2 separate regions of the Mus musculus genome follow, and region 1 is linked to region 2. The links are chromatin contacts, called in public HiChIP or PLAC-seq maps. All regions are on one chromosome and are shown on one strand. Each heading gives the region's core, a stretch centred on a gene start, on an enhancer-like site or on the middle of the called end of the contact. The rest is flanking DNA. Distances are from core to core; before and after follow the strand shown.

The links. HiChIP or PLAC-seq counts read pairs in DNA pulled down with a chosen protein or histone mark.
Region 1: an H3K27ac HiChIP or PLAC-seq map of embryonic stem cells shows a contact between it and region 2, with 5 times the contacts expected there. The contact joins two enhancer-like sites. A contact is called at or near these places in 1 of 39 promoter capture datasets (cranial neural crest) and 3 of 115 datasets of contacts at active chromatin or transcription factors (embryonic stem cells, pancreatic cancer cells and pro-B cells).

The regions. Positions count from the first base shown.
Region 1 is chr3:9,653,299-9,660,991 of GRCm38.p6, forward strand. All of the region lies in intron 4 of Gm33169 (a long non-coding RNA gene), which reads right to left. It also overlaps the pseudogene Gm17806. Among named protein-coding and RNA genes, the nearest start is that of Gm33169, 6.0 kb to the right of the region's middle. Within about 2 kb of position 1,798, at least 40 of the 459 cell types and tissues checked have an H3K27ac peak or open chromatin away from gene starts, as enhancers often do. A contact at or near this core is called in embryonic stem cells, where this site is marked.
Region 2 is chr3:9,005,876-9,013,051 of GRCm38.p6, forward strand. No RefSeq gene overlaps it. Among named protein-coding and RNA genes, the nearest start is that of Gm46832, 18 kb to the right of the region's middle. Within about 2 kb of position 2,591, at least 14 of the 459 cell types and tissues checked have an H3K27ac peak or open chromatin away from gene starts, as enhancers often do. A contact at or near this core is called in embryonic stem cells, where this site is marked.

The sequences.
Region 1 (7,693 bases), core at 548-3,047, 650 kb after region 2:
CAATGGATGAAAAGGGGGATTTTGTAAAATTTAGGGAGTTTAAGCCCATTGGCCTGGATTACTGGCATTTCCGGGTTGAAGAATCAAGAAAGGAGAAAACCAGGGACGAGGAGCTGCTGGCTCTTAAATCTACGTGGACAGTGGTGGAACTGGCCTTGCAAAAGGAACTAGTGGAGGGCATTGGAACCACTCGGACGCTACAGACGAGCCTAGGAGCTGGTGGTGCCTAGCATCCAGGAAGATCAAAGATCTTTCTCTGGCTGCAGCTCCTAGGCCCAGGTCTGCTATACCTTACCCCAAATGACATCATTTCTAAAAGTTCAAAGTTTTCCTCTATGAATGAAGTATTCAAGTTACATAAATCAAATGCAATACAAGAAGTAAGTGTGGAAAAATCATGTTTGTGGGAGTCCCGGAAGGGACAGCATGCCCTGCCCGCTCTGCAGCTGCATCTCACCAGACAAGAGTGGGAAGAGCGCCGGAAGGGGCATCCCGGAAGCTGCTGAGGTGCTGCTGGACTTGGAAGGAGAGCCTGTCAGGCCAGGCGACCCCTGCGAGGACAGTCACCCAAGTTCTAGGAAGTTTATGGCTTAACCGCCCTTCTAATTTTATGTCTCATTTGGGCTTTAAGAGAGACAGACAGACAGAGACACAGAGAAAGACACACAGAGAGACAGACAGACAGACAGCATTCATGGGAGGCTTCATTTATCAGAGGCTATTTGGCTCTTTCCTTGCAGTTTTAGCCTTGTCTGTAACAGGTGCACTAGGGACCATTGTGAATCAGTTGTTTCTGTCACCGCTGTGACAAACACTAGGCAAGAGAGACTTAAAGAAGGAAGGGTTGACTTGGGCTCCGGGTTTGAGGTATACAGATTGTCATGGTGGGGAAAACATGGCAAAGGAGCAGGAGGAGACTGGCCACCCAGTCCACAGTCCAGGAGGATGTGAATAGCACCACTCACTGGGCTGTTGGGTTTAAACCTTTGTATTCCATTCAGGATCTCACAGGATAGAGCACAGATATCCAGGGTGGATCTTTTCAGATCTTTTAAACTTTTCACACTCTCATTAACACAGCCTCTGGGTATGTCTCCTATGTAATTACATATCCGGTGAAGTTGTTGGTGGGTATTAACCATCACACTTGGATGAAAATTCATCTGGACGCTAAAGTCAAGCTTATCTAATGTATCTAATGTATTCACTGTGTCACAGGCTCTATCAAGGGGGAGGGAGGGCTGTGACCCCTCCCCTACTCCCCAGCAGCCTTGCTCGTTATCTCTAGCTTGATTAACGGGAATGATACTCATTTGTAAATGTATTTGGCAAACTTACCCTGCTATTGTTTCCATTATTTTGCAAATTACAGACATTGAGATGAAGGCTCTATAATTTCTCAGTGCTGCCTTTATTCCCGCCTGGGAAACTGGTGTTGCCCTGGCTTGCTTCCACTTTGCTGGTATTTCATTTGAATGCAGCAAATTCTTTATTATGATTAACAAAGACTTCTGCTCCACTCCTCTTTGAATATCAGTCTGCTTGTGGAGATGAGTTGATTGGGAGCCTGCTGTCTACTTGAATCCCTCAAAGACTTTTAAGACAACAGACACCCAAGGATTCCTAAATGACATGTTTTTTTTGCCTGTTCTCCATTTTGAATCTGGGATACATTTAGTAATTTTGCCATTGTCTGGAACTTTTTTTCTCTCTTCTTTCAACTGTCTGTTCCTAAGTGTCTCCTCCACCCTTTACTTAAATGCCTGAAAAATATGCAAATGCTTAGGTTGGGGTGTCTGTGGGGAAGTCCTAGGCAACAAGGGTGCCCACAGAGCTCTCCCAGCCCCTCTCTGACCACTCCCTCTGCACAAGCCACACAAGCTAGACTTCCTCTCCTGCAATGTGAAGATAGCAACCAGAACCCTTTTCTCTAAAACCAGACATAACCCCCCAAAACATGATCCTGCCTTTCCTGACTTTCTGACTAACCACTGCTCCTTGCAAAATGACCTAACCTATCCTGCTAAAACCATTCCAGAAAGGATCCTGCCCTGTGCCTGGAAGGAAGGTGTGCTCCACAGAATTCTGGGAGAATCTGAACAGACAGGCTCTGCTGGCTCTCCCAGCTCCATCTTATTCAATCACACTTCTACCTGAGTGTCTTTATAGAACTGAAGCATAAATTGTGAACCTTATCTTGGTTTTTCAGGTCTTCAACCTGAAGGCTTGTGAGTCACATAAACCTACGATCAATCAAACAACTAACTTACTTTCTTTCTTTCTTTCTTTCTTTCTTTCTTTCTTTCTTTCTTTCTTTCTTTCTTTCTTTCTTTCCTTCTTTCTTTCCAGACAAGGTTTCTCTGTGTAGCCCTGGCTGTCCTGGAACTTGCTTTGTAGACCAGGCTGGCCTCAAACTCGCAGAGATTCACCTGCCTCTGTCTCCTGAGTTTGGGGGGTTAAAGGCGTGCGCCACCACTGCCTGGTTCAAACAGCTTTCTTGTGCCTTGCTCTCACTAACTCCTGTTACGGGAGTGTTGGTCCTTTAAGGATCAGCATCATGTTTCCCTACATGCTCTTCCAACATTAAAAGTATCCCCCATTAAGTTCTTGGGCTTTCCTTTTCTTTACCTACATATCTGTCACGAAGCCTCTTTTTTTTTTTAAACAATATTTTCATAAACAGCCTTGATTCCAGTCTTGTCCACTTATGGGTGGACCATATTGTTCTCCTGCAAAGAGAGGAGTATGTCAGTGGAAGAATGTTTGAAGCCCGCTTCACCACTTGGGGGTACCTCGAATACACAGATGATTTTCTGTAAGCGATGAAGCATCCATTAATTACTGAACCTGAATCACCTTTGTCCAAGCCAGGCTCATTGTGCAGATTCTCATGGAGAGCCTGTCTCCTCCTAAATTCAGGCACATATAGGTGATGGCACATTAAGAATTCTCTCCTGGGCTGGAGAGATGGCTCAGGGGGTAAAAGCGCTGACTGCTCTTCTGAAGGTCCTGAGTTCAAATCCCAGCAACCACATGGTGGCTCACAACCATCCATAATGAGATCTGATGCCCTCTTCTGGTGCTTCTGAAGACAGCTACAGTGTACTTACATATAATAAATAAATAAATCTTAAAAAAAAAAAAAAGAATTCTCTCCAGATCTGGAGGGACCAGGAAGAGTCACCGTGAGGACATACATGGAACAAAGCAAGACGCAGATGACAGGGAGTGGGCAGCAGTCACTGACTGCTCTGTAAGATCTGTGGACAACAGCAACAGTTACTGGAGAGTACAGGAAACTGCCAGTGTGTGTGAAAGGGAACCCCATCAAAGGCAGGCAGCCCATCCAGCTGACACCCGCCACCTCAGATGGAAACCTGCACAGCAACCATTTTACTACACGGCTTTCTGGAAACCAGGAAGTGAGTGCCTTTGGGGAAGGAGGTGAAGGCGACTATCTGGATGGCTGGATAGTGCTCTGTAATGGACCTTACTGGGTGAGAGACAGTTAAGTGAGCTTCAAACATTCTTTCATTGACATACTCCTGTCTTCACAGGAGAACAGTACGATGGACCCGTAAGTGGACAAAAAGAGGTACATGGTGGCCCAGCCAAGTACCTCTTCATTCATACTGGTAAAAGGAAGTTGAACTTGTCTCTCTTTGCTGAGCTTAGCTCCACAGGAAGTTGGCATCATGGATTGTTAACGTGTGATTTCCCCTTCTCCAAAATGATTAAACTAACAAACAAGAAACTGTAAGACCCCTGAAGCTGGGCCTCCCCTCAAGTCCCGGGATGAGCTGGCCAACGCCCCAATGTCCCGAGAGAAAACCACACCTGATGCAAACTGCAAGAGGTTTTATTATCAGCTAGCTGAGGACAAAAGTCCCTCTGCCATCCAGGGCAGGGGAGTTTGACCCTGAGTGGTGACAGTAGGGGGCTTTTAACAGCTGGCTGAGGAATTGGGAGGAGTTGGGAGGAGAGTTGGCTACAGCTCCTTTCTGGCGAGGGGCGGGGGGAGTGAGCTGCAGCCTCCTCTATCTCCATGTCCTTGTAGGTCTTCCTACAATTATCGCATCTCTGGCTGTAAGGCACAGAAACAAAAAGGCTTTTTGCTGGCTATAGAGAACAAAGAGCTTCTTTCTGCCTGCATTTTTAGAGATCAGGGAAAACAAGCTTGGGGAACATCCAGGGGCCTTACCTTCCAGGTAGAAACACTCTAAGTCGGGGTCTCACAAAACAACCCAACTCTCCTAGGTGGAATGTACTAGAATTGATATAGGGGCATGGGTATGACTTGACAGCCCATCTTCCAGATCACATATCCATACACAAAACATGTTCTGAGTCCTCTTTCCTCTCCTTTCACCTCCTCCCTACTCAGTGACATCAGCATCTTCAGTGTCCTCCTTCCGTTTCAGATGTAAACCATATGGAGGTGAGGGCGCTTCAACCCTTTCCCCAGTGAGTTGGGTAGCACTGTGTAAAAGGGAGGGTCATCACACTCGCATCTCACACTGACAACTCCATGTGTGCTACATCTTCCCTGTGCATTACTGACTCCACCTCACTCGATCTCAGCCCTCTCTGGATGGGTATCAGGCTGGGAACATAATGCATGTGAATTTATTTAAGGATGCCTATTAGATTGGCTCCTATGACAGGAGCCCAACAATGTCAGTCTACAGCACTGGATAGGCTGAGAACTCAGAAGCTGCCAGTCCAGGAAGCCAGCTGCCTGAAGCTGCCCAAATCCAGTGCTGAAAGTCAAGATGTGTGGGGAATTGCAGGCTGGTCTCCAGTCGAGCTGAGGTCTGAACCCTGATGGTCATAATTCACCTTTATGACATGGTAGGCGTTCCCTCATGCTCCTGGCTAAGTTACCACCCTCCACCCCCCCCACCTCCCCACCCACTCCTGCACAGCTCCCACAAGAGAAGCATGGTTAGTAGTCACATAGGCAATGGCCCAAGCTTCTGACCTCTAGGATAAACTCCTCCCCAGTTACCTAGCAACCGTAAAGATCATAAAAGGGGCTGTTCAGCCCCTGCTTTCTCTCTTATCTCTTATGCTCTTACTTGTCTGCCTCTTACCCCTCACTCTCACCCATTTTCTCTCTCTCTCCTTTCTCTTTGTCCTCTCCTCTCCTCTCCTCTCCTCTCCTCTCCTCTCCTCTCCTCTCCTCTCCTCTCCTCTCCTCTCCTCTCCTCTCTCTTACTCTCTTTCCCTCTAGCCTCCCCCACCTCTTTCTACCTTCTCTCTTTCTCCCTGCATTTTTATAATAAAGCTCTTAAACCATAGAGAGTCTCTGCTCCGTCAAGATCTGCTGCGCACTCTGGTCAGTGTTGGAACCTCTTCCATCATCCCTCTCTCCTATAACCCCGGGGCTTTAGCAAGGTAGCTCCAGGGTCCCCAGGCAGGGCTACCCCTTGGCCACCCCCTGAAGAGTGGGATAGAGGAATGCCCACCCAGGGGTGAGTGAATAGGTAGGTAGCAGCCCTCCCACGCCTGACTGACCAGAGAGTAGGGAAAACTCTGGCGGGGCAGGGGCCTTTCCCTCCCCCTCTTTCCCCGGGGCTCCCCTTTTTTAGTTCCCACATAGATGTTCACTGGTGTTGAATACACATTGGAGGCCTAAGAGCCTGGAGTCTGATGTTAGTGGAAGCAGCAGCAAGTATAAATTGCTCACTCAGCAAGAGGAAGCATAGGTAGGTACCCCACACAGCCGCTCCTAGGGCATCTTTCTTTCTATCTGTGCTGCTCATTGGGTTATGTGGCTATCTGTTATAGCTCACACCTGGACAAAAGGCCGAGGTGCCTATTAAACATAGGCCTCCAGGTTCTCCCAGCATCCCTCAGTCCACACCTGATACAGGGTATGGCTCCCATATTACACCCTCTCCCCATGAACTTCCCAGCCCTTCCCCAGAAGCTCCTCCCCATATAATCCACCCATTGTGGCCACCTGCCCCTTTTGTACCTTTGGCTTCCTTGTTCCGACCCCTGGCCTCCACCCCAGCTCCACATGTCCAGCTCAGTCTCGTCATATCTTCTCTTGACTCATCCATGCATCTACAATAAACTTTCTCCTCCTCCTCTGTACTAGGAACAGTCCTTTCCTTTCCTCTTTCCTCTTTCCCTTTCCCTTTCCCTTTCCCCTTCCCCTTCCCCTTCCCCCACCCCCCACCCCCTCCCCCTTTCCCCTTTCCCCTTCCCCTTCCCTTCCCTTCCCTTCCCATTGATTTTTTTCATTTACAGCCCATACTGAAGACAGGCCTTGTCTGCTCAGCTGATCCTTTAGAAATGTTCACATTATGAACAGAGCAGTGCTTCCCAGCTAGCTCCAAGTCCTGTCAAGTTGACAATCAAGGCTGTTGCATGAGATAACAGCCGGCAGAGAGGCCCACAGCTGGCTCCTGTATGGGCGGTACAGGGTTTGAACCATGTTTCTAGTGGAAAGCCAGAGGTTGACTGTGTCTGGGCTCCAGTGGGTAGATGCTGTGAGTTACTGATCTCAGATACACTAAGCACTAACTACTGTATGCTCAGTTGCGTTAAATCTGCCATCTCTTTAATTGTTACAATAATCCCTGGAAACAGGGCTTCTTTTTTATAAGTAACATGAAACTACACTTGCTCAAAATGATTCGGCTAGGAGGAAGAGCAGCCCCAATAGTCCAGAGACCACCCCTGAACGGTCTACTGTGGAGACCATGGTGATTGTTTTTCTTTATCAGACTGAGGGTGCCAATAAGGTCCCACTGGTGACAAAAATGTAGAGGTTAGTGGATCTTGCTTCCTCCTTGGTTCCTGAGGGTCAGGTCACCTGGGCTCAACACATCTCTTGACACCTCTCAGTGCCACCTGAAGTATTTAAGAGATGTGGCCTGAGGAGCAGTAGAGAGGAAAGACTAACGTGGTATCAGTTTTTTTTTTTTTTTTTTTCTGACAAGGTTTCTCTGTATAGTCCTGGCTGTCCTGGAACTCACTTCGTAGACCAGGCTGGCTTCGAACTCAGAAATCTGCCTGCCTCGGCCTCCCAAGTGCTAGGAATAAAGGCATGTGCCACCACACCTGGCTTGGTATCAGCTTTAATAGTGTCTAGAGACAGGGTTTCCTGGGATGTCCTGAGAGTGGAGCCCTGTGCTGGGGGTGGAGCCACTGTTTTAGCATTTAAAACAGACGCAAAGGACTCATTTACTCTGCATTCTCTGCTCTTTCATGGTCCATAGGTTCACTTGTGAGTACACAAGGACCATATCAGGATTTGAACCTATGTGGCAAGTACCACTTTGCATCTAGACTCTTCCTTCTGTTCATTAGCTCAGTGCAGTTTTGCTCTGTGGTCCATCTTGTTGAGCTGAGTCCTCCTCTTCTCGAGAGGAATATTCTCAGAGTCTCAGTGGTGGTTTGAATATGCCTGGCCCATGGGAAGTGGCACTCTGAGGAGGTGTGGCCTTGCTGGAATAGGTATGGCTGTGGAGGTGGGCTTTGAGAGCCTCCTAGCTGCCTGTTAACCAGAGTCTCTCCTCTGGTTGCCTTCTCTTCTGGTTGGATCAAGATGCAGACTTCTCAGCTCCTTCTCCAGCACCATGTGTGTCTGCATGCTGCCATGCTTTCCACCATGAAGATAATGAGACTGAACGTAAGCCAGCCTCACTTAAATATTTGCCCTTATAAGAGTTGCCTTGGT
Region 2 (7,176 bases), core at 1,341-3,840:
TGACATGGACAAAAAAGCAGAAAGGATCTGGTTGGGAGTGCTGCCTTTTACTGGAGAAAAATTAATGCCAGCTTTGTAGAGTGATTAATATTTGAGCCCCTGTTACATGGCTGAGGTGCAGCCCTGACACAGGGGTATTTTACGGTCGATTCTGTAAACCTGGTGTGGTGGTACACAGCTGCAGTCACAGTGCTTGCAAGATAGAGGCAGGAAGATCAGGTGGTCTGCTCACATTGGGATAGATAGTTAGATGTGAGACCCTGTCTCAAGGAGACAAGGAGTTAGAGATGTAACTTAATTGGTAGAGTGCTTGCCTAGTGTACATGAAGCCCTGGGATTTATAAATATGAGGCCTAGGTGTGGTGGTTTGAATATGCTTGGCCCAGGAGTGGCACTGTTAGGAGGTGTGGCCTTGTTGGAGGAAGCATATCACTATGGGGGTGGGCTTTGAGAGACCCTCTCCTAAACCATGTGGGAGCCAGTCTTTTCCTATCAGCCTTCAGATGAAAATGTAGAACTCTCGGCTCCTCCTACACCATGCCTGAACATTGCCATGTTCCTGCCTTGATGATAATGAACTGAACCTCTGACCCCATAAGCCAACCCCAGTTAAATGTCGTCTTTATAGGAGTTCTCAGTCATGGTGTCTCCTCACAGCAATGAAAACCCTAAGACATTAGGCTGGCCTCATAATCTTCTGTTAGCAGCCACACAAGTAGCCAGGACTACAGACAGGAAACCACAGCATCCAGGTGGGTACTTCTATAAGCTGAACCATTAATGAATTTATAAGAAACAGTAGATTAGTTTCCCAAAACATTAACTGAAGCAAGCACAAGTATTGAAGAGAAGAGGAAAGAAGGTATAGATGTATGGTATGGCAATTTTAGCCTGCAGAAGACACTAGGTTTGTTCTCTGGCCCAGTCACTAAACAAATAAATAATGGGGGAAGGAAGGGAGGGAGGGAGGGAGGGAGAAGGGAAGGGAGGGAGGGAGGAAGGGGGAATGTGGTATTCTGCCCTATCATGCATACCTCCCTAAACTGACAGCCAGCAAAAATCACACCAAGTAGAAGACATTGGAAGCTTCCTGAAGTGGCAGCCCTGAGTCTGGGGTATGGACGGGGAAACAGGTAGTAACGCAGATGCTGGCTTTCTCTGCTTCTCTCCTTGACTCTGCATTAGAGCATCAGCTACTCCTTGACCACACTTCCAACCAAGAGTAGCCATCGAAAAGTTTATCCTGGGAAAGAGGCCAAAAGCCCTGACAATGTATGGAAGCCTGCCAAAGCAGGAGCTTTCATAATGCATGCCTGCAGAGGCTCATGGGTCTAGAGAAAGGGTACAGTGTGAACAGAGGCATCTGTTTGATAGTGAGGCCTCCTTCCCCACACACACTGCAGTTGTTTTCTAAAGCTAGGAGCCCGGGCTGTGGTCTTTCAGGAGACCTAGAGTTGCCAGATAAAATACAGGACACCTACTTCAATTTAAATTTCAAATACATAACAAGTGTGTTTGTTTGTTTTACTACTAGCTTATTCCCCCATAATATTGCAATATATTTTACTGAATTTTGTTTTCATTATTCACCCAAAATTCTTAGGCATCCTAAATATTTTTATTTGCTAAGTGTGCTGACCCCAGGGCAGTTCTGACTTGCTGGCTAATCAAGAGGCAGCTCAAAGCACAGTCTGGAAGTCATCATAATCCAGAAGACCAGCCTTCCCTGCATGGACGTGAAAATTCAAGGCGCTAAAGGGCTAAGAGGCCCAAGAAGTCAAGACTGACTTTGGAAAGAGATCAATTTAGTGTCGTGTATTAACACTGGATTGCTTAAGGCAATATTATAGCTATCTCTTATATCCTCACAGGTGTATAAAAGACGGTGGAGATGAAATGAAGAAGTTAGAAATGTACAGAAACAGGTATTGCCTGGGAAGAGTACTTAACAGTAATGGAGGTTTGACGTGCAATCCCTAAGGAGGAACGGGAAATGCTCTCACCGCATTGATCTGGGCTATGTTGATAAAAGCTATAGACCACTTAACTCCCCTTGTATGTTTTTAAGCCACTCTGCATTCTGGGCATTTATCAAGCTACGTTATGAGGGCTGGGAAGGAAGAAAACACAGAAGCAGCGCAGCCCCCTTTCTCCTGAGCATCTGCTGTTGCTGCTGTCAAGGGGTCTCATTTTTCCCATCTATCCTGAAGACAACCCAGAGCATAAATATCATCACTATCTTAGAATCATTGATAATATTGGTTTTTTGGTTTTGCTTTTGTTTTGTTTTTGTTTTTTTCAAGACAGGGTTTCTCTTTATAGCCCTGGCTGTCCTGGAACTCACTCTGTAGACCAGGCTGGCCTTGAACTCAGAAATCTGCCTGCTTCTGATTCCCGAGTGCTGGGATTAAAGGCATGCGCCACCACCACCACCACACACACACATACACACACACACACACACACCCGGCAAGCTCAGCTTTCCTAAGTATAAGTTCCAGTTGCCTGCAAATAGGCTAGGCTAGGACCACAAGAACAGGAGCAGTGCTGAATACCCAGCATGGCCACTGCTCGCTCAAAGGCAACGCTACAATACTGTTACTATGTAGCTGAATCAGCACTGGCCATCACTATCCTGGGCCTCTCACTGAAATGTCTCTGGTTCAATCTCCTCATCTCTAAAATCTGTGGTCATGCTTTACGATAAAACCACCACATACCAAAAGTATTTAAAATGTACTCTACTGACATAAAATTTATATACCATAAAATCCATTCTTTGGAGAGTTCACTGGTTTTAAGTTCTCTTCCCAACTTATATCCATGCTTACTCCTCCCCAAGGCTACTAAAGTTACAGTCAGGTGACAAGTCCACAAGGACAAAGAGTACACAAAGTTAAGTGATGCTAATTGATCTCCCAGGGCTGAGCACTGGGAAGCGGGCAGGGGAGGAGGCCATGCACATTCACAAACAAGCATCAGGAGTTGGTGGTACAAAAGAGAGTTCAAAAAAGAAAAGAAAACAAACAAAAAACAAGGATAAACCCAGGCGTGTAGTGCACACCTTAAATACTCAAGGGATCAGGATAGGAGCGGGAGAATCACAAGGTCAAGATTATCCAGGCCAGCCTAGGCTATCTGAGGCTCTGTCTCGAGAATGGGGAAAAAGCAAAAGGATGAGCTGAAGGGCTAACAGGAAGTGGGCAGTCCCTTCTTCCCCAAAAAGGCGGTAAGGAAGAGAGATGTGGGAGGCACACAGACAAAAGTAACAATTAGAAAAATAATAATTCACAAGGGAAAACAACTATACATATTGAAGGAAAAAAATGGACTTTTGAAGTTGTCACTGTTACATTCAAGATGAAAAACATTCTTTGGTTGGTGCATAACTCAGTGTGTGTGTGTCCCCTTGCACAGCAAAGATGCACAAAAATATGTGAATCCTGCCAGGCAGCAGCGCTGTACACCTTAATCCTATCACTAAAGAAGCAGTGGCCAGCCTTGTCTACAAAGTGAGTTCCAGGACAGCCAGAGCTCCAGAGCTACATAGAGAGACTCTGCCTCAAAAGTAAATAAATAAATAAAAACAAATGTATATATTGCATATATGTGTTGCATATAAATATGTTGAGTGCATGTGTGTGTGTGTGTGTGTGTGTGTGTCCTAATCTTCAGACCCTGTGACAGGAAAAACAACTTTATAAGGTAAAGCCAGAGATGCTGAAACAGGGAAACTAAGCTAAGGAATTTTGCCTAAATTATTTCGTAGGCCCAATCTAAAGAGCCAGGCATAGTGGTACATGCCAGGAGTCCCAGCTCTAGGCAAAAAGCAAATTAAAAACAACAACAACAACAAAAAACAAAACAAAACAAAGGAGTCCCCTCTGACTAGAAGCTGAGACATGCCACAAAGAAACACAGAGTGTAGAAAACATGAGAGGAAGTTGACCCTCTGTTATTATTTCAAGATGGATGAAGACAGCCATGAGCCAAGGACTGTAGAGATGAGCTAGAAGCTAGAAGAGTTCCTGACTGACATCCATCAGAAATCAACCTCTGCCAATGACCTTAACAAGCAAAGCACTGGGATTTCTCAAGAGTCTCCAGGAAGCACGCAGCCCTCCGAGGGCCTTGTTCTGTACATAGCAGAGCACTGATTGTCATAGTTATAAAGTGGCATATGATTCAACCTACTATACAAAGTAAATTTCCAAAAGGTGAGGCAGAAGATAGAACTGAAAAATAGAGAAGAAAATTACAAGACTGATCCAAGAGGCCAACCGTCCAAAAGGAATTTAAGGAAGAGAGATGGGACAGAATTTCCAGACTGAGAGCATTCGCTGAGAACCCAGAGCAAGGTGCACACTCAGAACAATGGAGACAAAGACCCCACAGTGTTAGAGATGAGGGAGAAGCCCCATGGACAGCAACATATGTCACTGGTGCTCTTGAGAAATGAAGATAAGGTGCTTATGAAGGAAGATAAAATATTGTAACTTGTGAGTTGTTTAGGAGCCCACTGCCCCGGCCTGGGACTGAGAACAAAGCAGAACAGCCCCCAGGCATGGTTGTTAAGGCATTCCTAAGAACATCTTGACTGTAAAGATAAAAAGGTATGCAAGGACCAGCAGGGCTATATTATCTAAGTCAACACCATCTGGCCGGAACCTCCCCTCTGTCTATTGCCCCTTGACACCGGGTAGTCATACATCAACTGGTTGCTATGTGAACAAAGATGAGCCCCCAGCCCACAGGAACAAAGTCCTGATGCCCTTTCTGTTAATGTTTGAATAAGCCAATAGTGTGTCGCTATGCTGAATTCCACGCCCCTAAGCCCCTTACCCCATAAAAACCCCTAGCTTTCAAGCCTCGTGGCCGACATTCATTATCTCCTGTGTGGGATGCATGTCAGTCCGGAGCTCCGTAATTAAACGTCCTCATGTAATTACATCAAGAGATGGTCCTTCGTGATTTTTTGGGTGCACACCAAATCGGGAATTGGGTGGGGGTTTCCCAACTAGATCTAACACTTATGAGTTCAAGGTCACCCTCAGCTATACAGAGTTCAAAACCAGCGTGGTGCACATGAGACCCAAAATAAAGCAGTGAGGAAGAATAAGACATACACATCTGTAATCCCAACTCTTAAGAAACTGAGGCCAAGCAGGCCTTGGGCACAAACTCCGAAGCCAGACCCACAACACCCAGAGACAGCTCCACTCCCAGATGCTCTAACACGCCCAGGATCAGAGGATCACAGGATCCCAGGAGCTTGGTCACACCAGGATCCCCAGTCTCAAAGGTAGCTTGACTCCCAGGAATTCTGACACACCCAGAATCTCAGGATCCCAGAGACAGCTGGACTCTGAGGAGTTCTGACTCAATCAGGATTACAAGAAGGACAGGCTCCCATCAGATATAGTGAGGACAAGGAGCTCTAGAGATAACCAGATGTCGGCAGGCAAGCATAAGAACAGAAGCAACAGAAACCAAGGTTACTTGGCATCATCAGAACCAAATTCTCCCACCATACCAAGTCCTGGATACCCCAACACACCAGAAAAGCAAGATTCAGATCTAAAAATCACCTCTCGTGATGATTATAGAGGACATTAAGAAGGACATAAATAACTCGGGAGGCAGAGGCAGGCAGATTTCTGAGTTCAAGGCCAGCCTGGTCTACAAAGTGAGTTCCAGGACAGCCAGGGCTACACAGAGAAACCCTGTCTCGGAAAAAAAAAAAAAAAAAAAAAAAAAAAAAAGAAGGACATAAATAATTCCCTTAAAGAAACACAGGAGAACACAGATAAACAGCTAGAAGCCCTTAAAGAGGAAACACAAAAATCCCTTAAAGAGTTACAGGAAAACACAACCAAACAGGCAAAGGAAAGGAACAAAAGCATCCAGGATCTAAAAATGGAACTAGAAACAATAAATAAATTACAAAGGGAGACAACCCTGGAGATAGAAAACCTAGGAAAGAGATCAGGAGTCATAGATGCAAGCATCACCAACAGAATACAAGAGATAGAGAGAAATCTCAGGGGCAGAAGATACCATAGAAAACGTTGTCACAGCAGTCAAAGAAAATGCAAAATGCAAAAAGCTCCTGATCCAAAACATCCAGGAAATCCAGGATACAATGAGAAGACCAAACCTAAGGATAATAAGTATAGAAGAGAGTGAAGACTTCCAACTTAAAGGACCAGTAAATATCTTCAACAAAATTATAGAAGAAAACTTCCCTAACCTAAAGAGAGAGATGTCCGTGAACAAACAAGAAGCCTACAGAACTCCAAATAGACTGGACCAGAAAAGAAATTCCTCCCAACACATAATAATCAAAATACCAAATGCACTAAACAAAGAAAGAATTTTAAAAGAAGTAAGGGAGCAGGGTGTGGTGGTGCACGCCTTTAATCCCAGCATTTGGGAGGCAGAGGCAGGCAGATTTCTGAGTTCCAGGCCAGCCTGGTCTACAAAGTGAGTTCCAGGACAGCCAGGGCTACAGAGAAACCAAATAAATAAATAAATAAATAAATAAATAAATAAGAAAGAAGTAAGGGGAAAAGGTCAAGTAACATATAAAGGCAGGTCTATCAGAATTACACCAGACTTCTCACCAGAGACTATGAAAGCTAGAAAATCCTGGGCAGATGTCATACAGACTCTAAGAGAACACAAATGCCAGCCCAGGCTACTATATTCAGCAAAACTCTCAATTACCATAGGCAGAAAAACCAAGATATTCCATGACAAAACCAAATTTACACAATATATTTCCACAAATCCAGCCCTACAAAGGATAATAGATGGAAAACACTAATACAAGGAGTGAAACTACACCCTAGAAGAAACAAGAAAGTAATCTTTCAACAATCCCACAAAAACATAATTCCACCTCTGACAAGAAAATTAACAGGAAGTAACAATCACTTTTTCTTAATCTCTCTCTCTCTCTCTCTCTCTCTCTCTCTCTCTCTCTTTTTTTTTTTTTTTTTTTTTTTTGAGACAGGGTTTCTCTGTATTGTCCTGGCTGTCCTGGAACTCACTTTGTAGACAATGGTGGCCTCGAACTCAGAAATCCACCTGCCTCTGCCTCCCGAGTGCTGGGATTAAAGGCAGGCACCACCATACCCGGTTTTAATATCTCTTAATATGAAAATTAACATTATC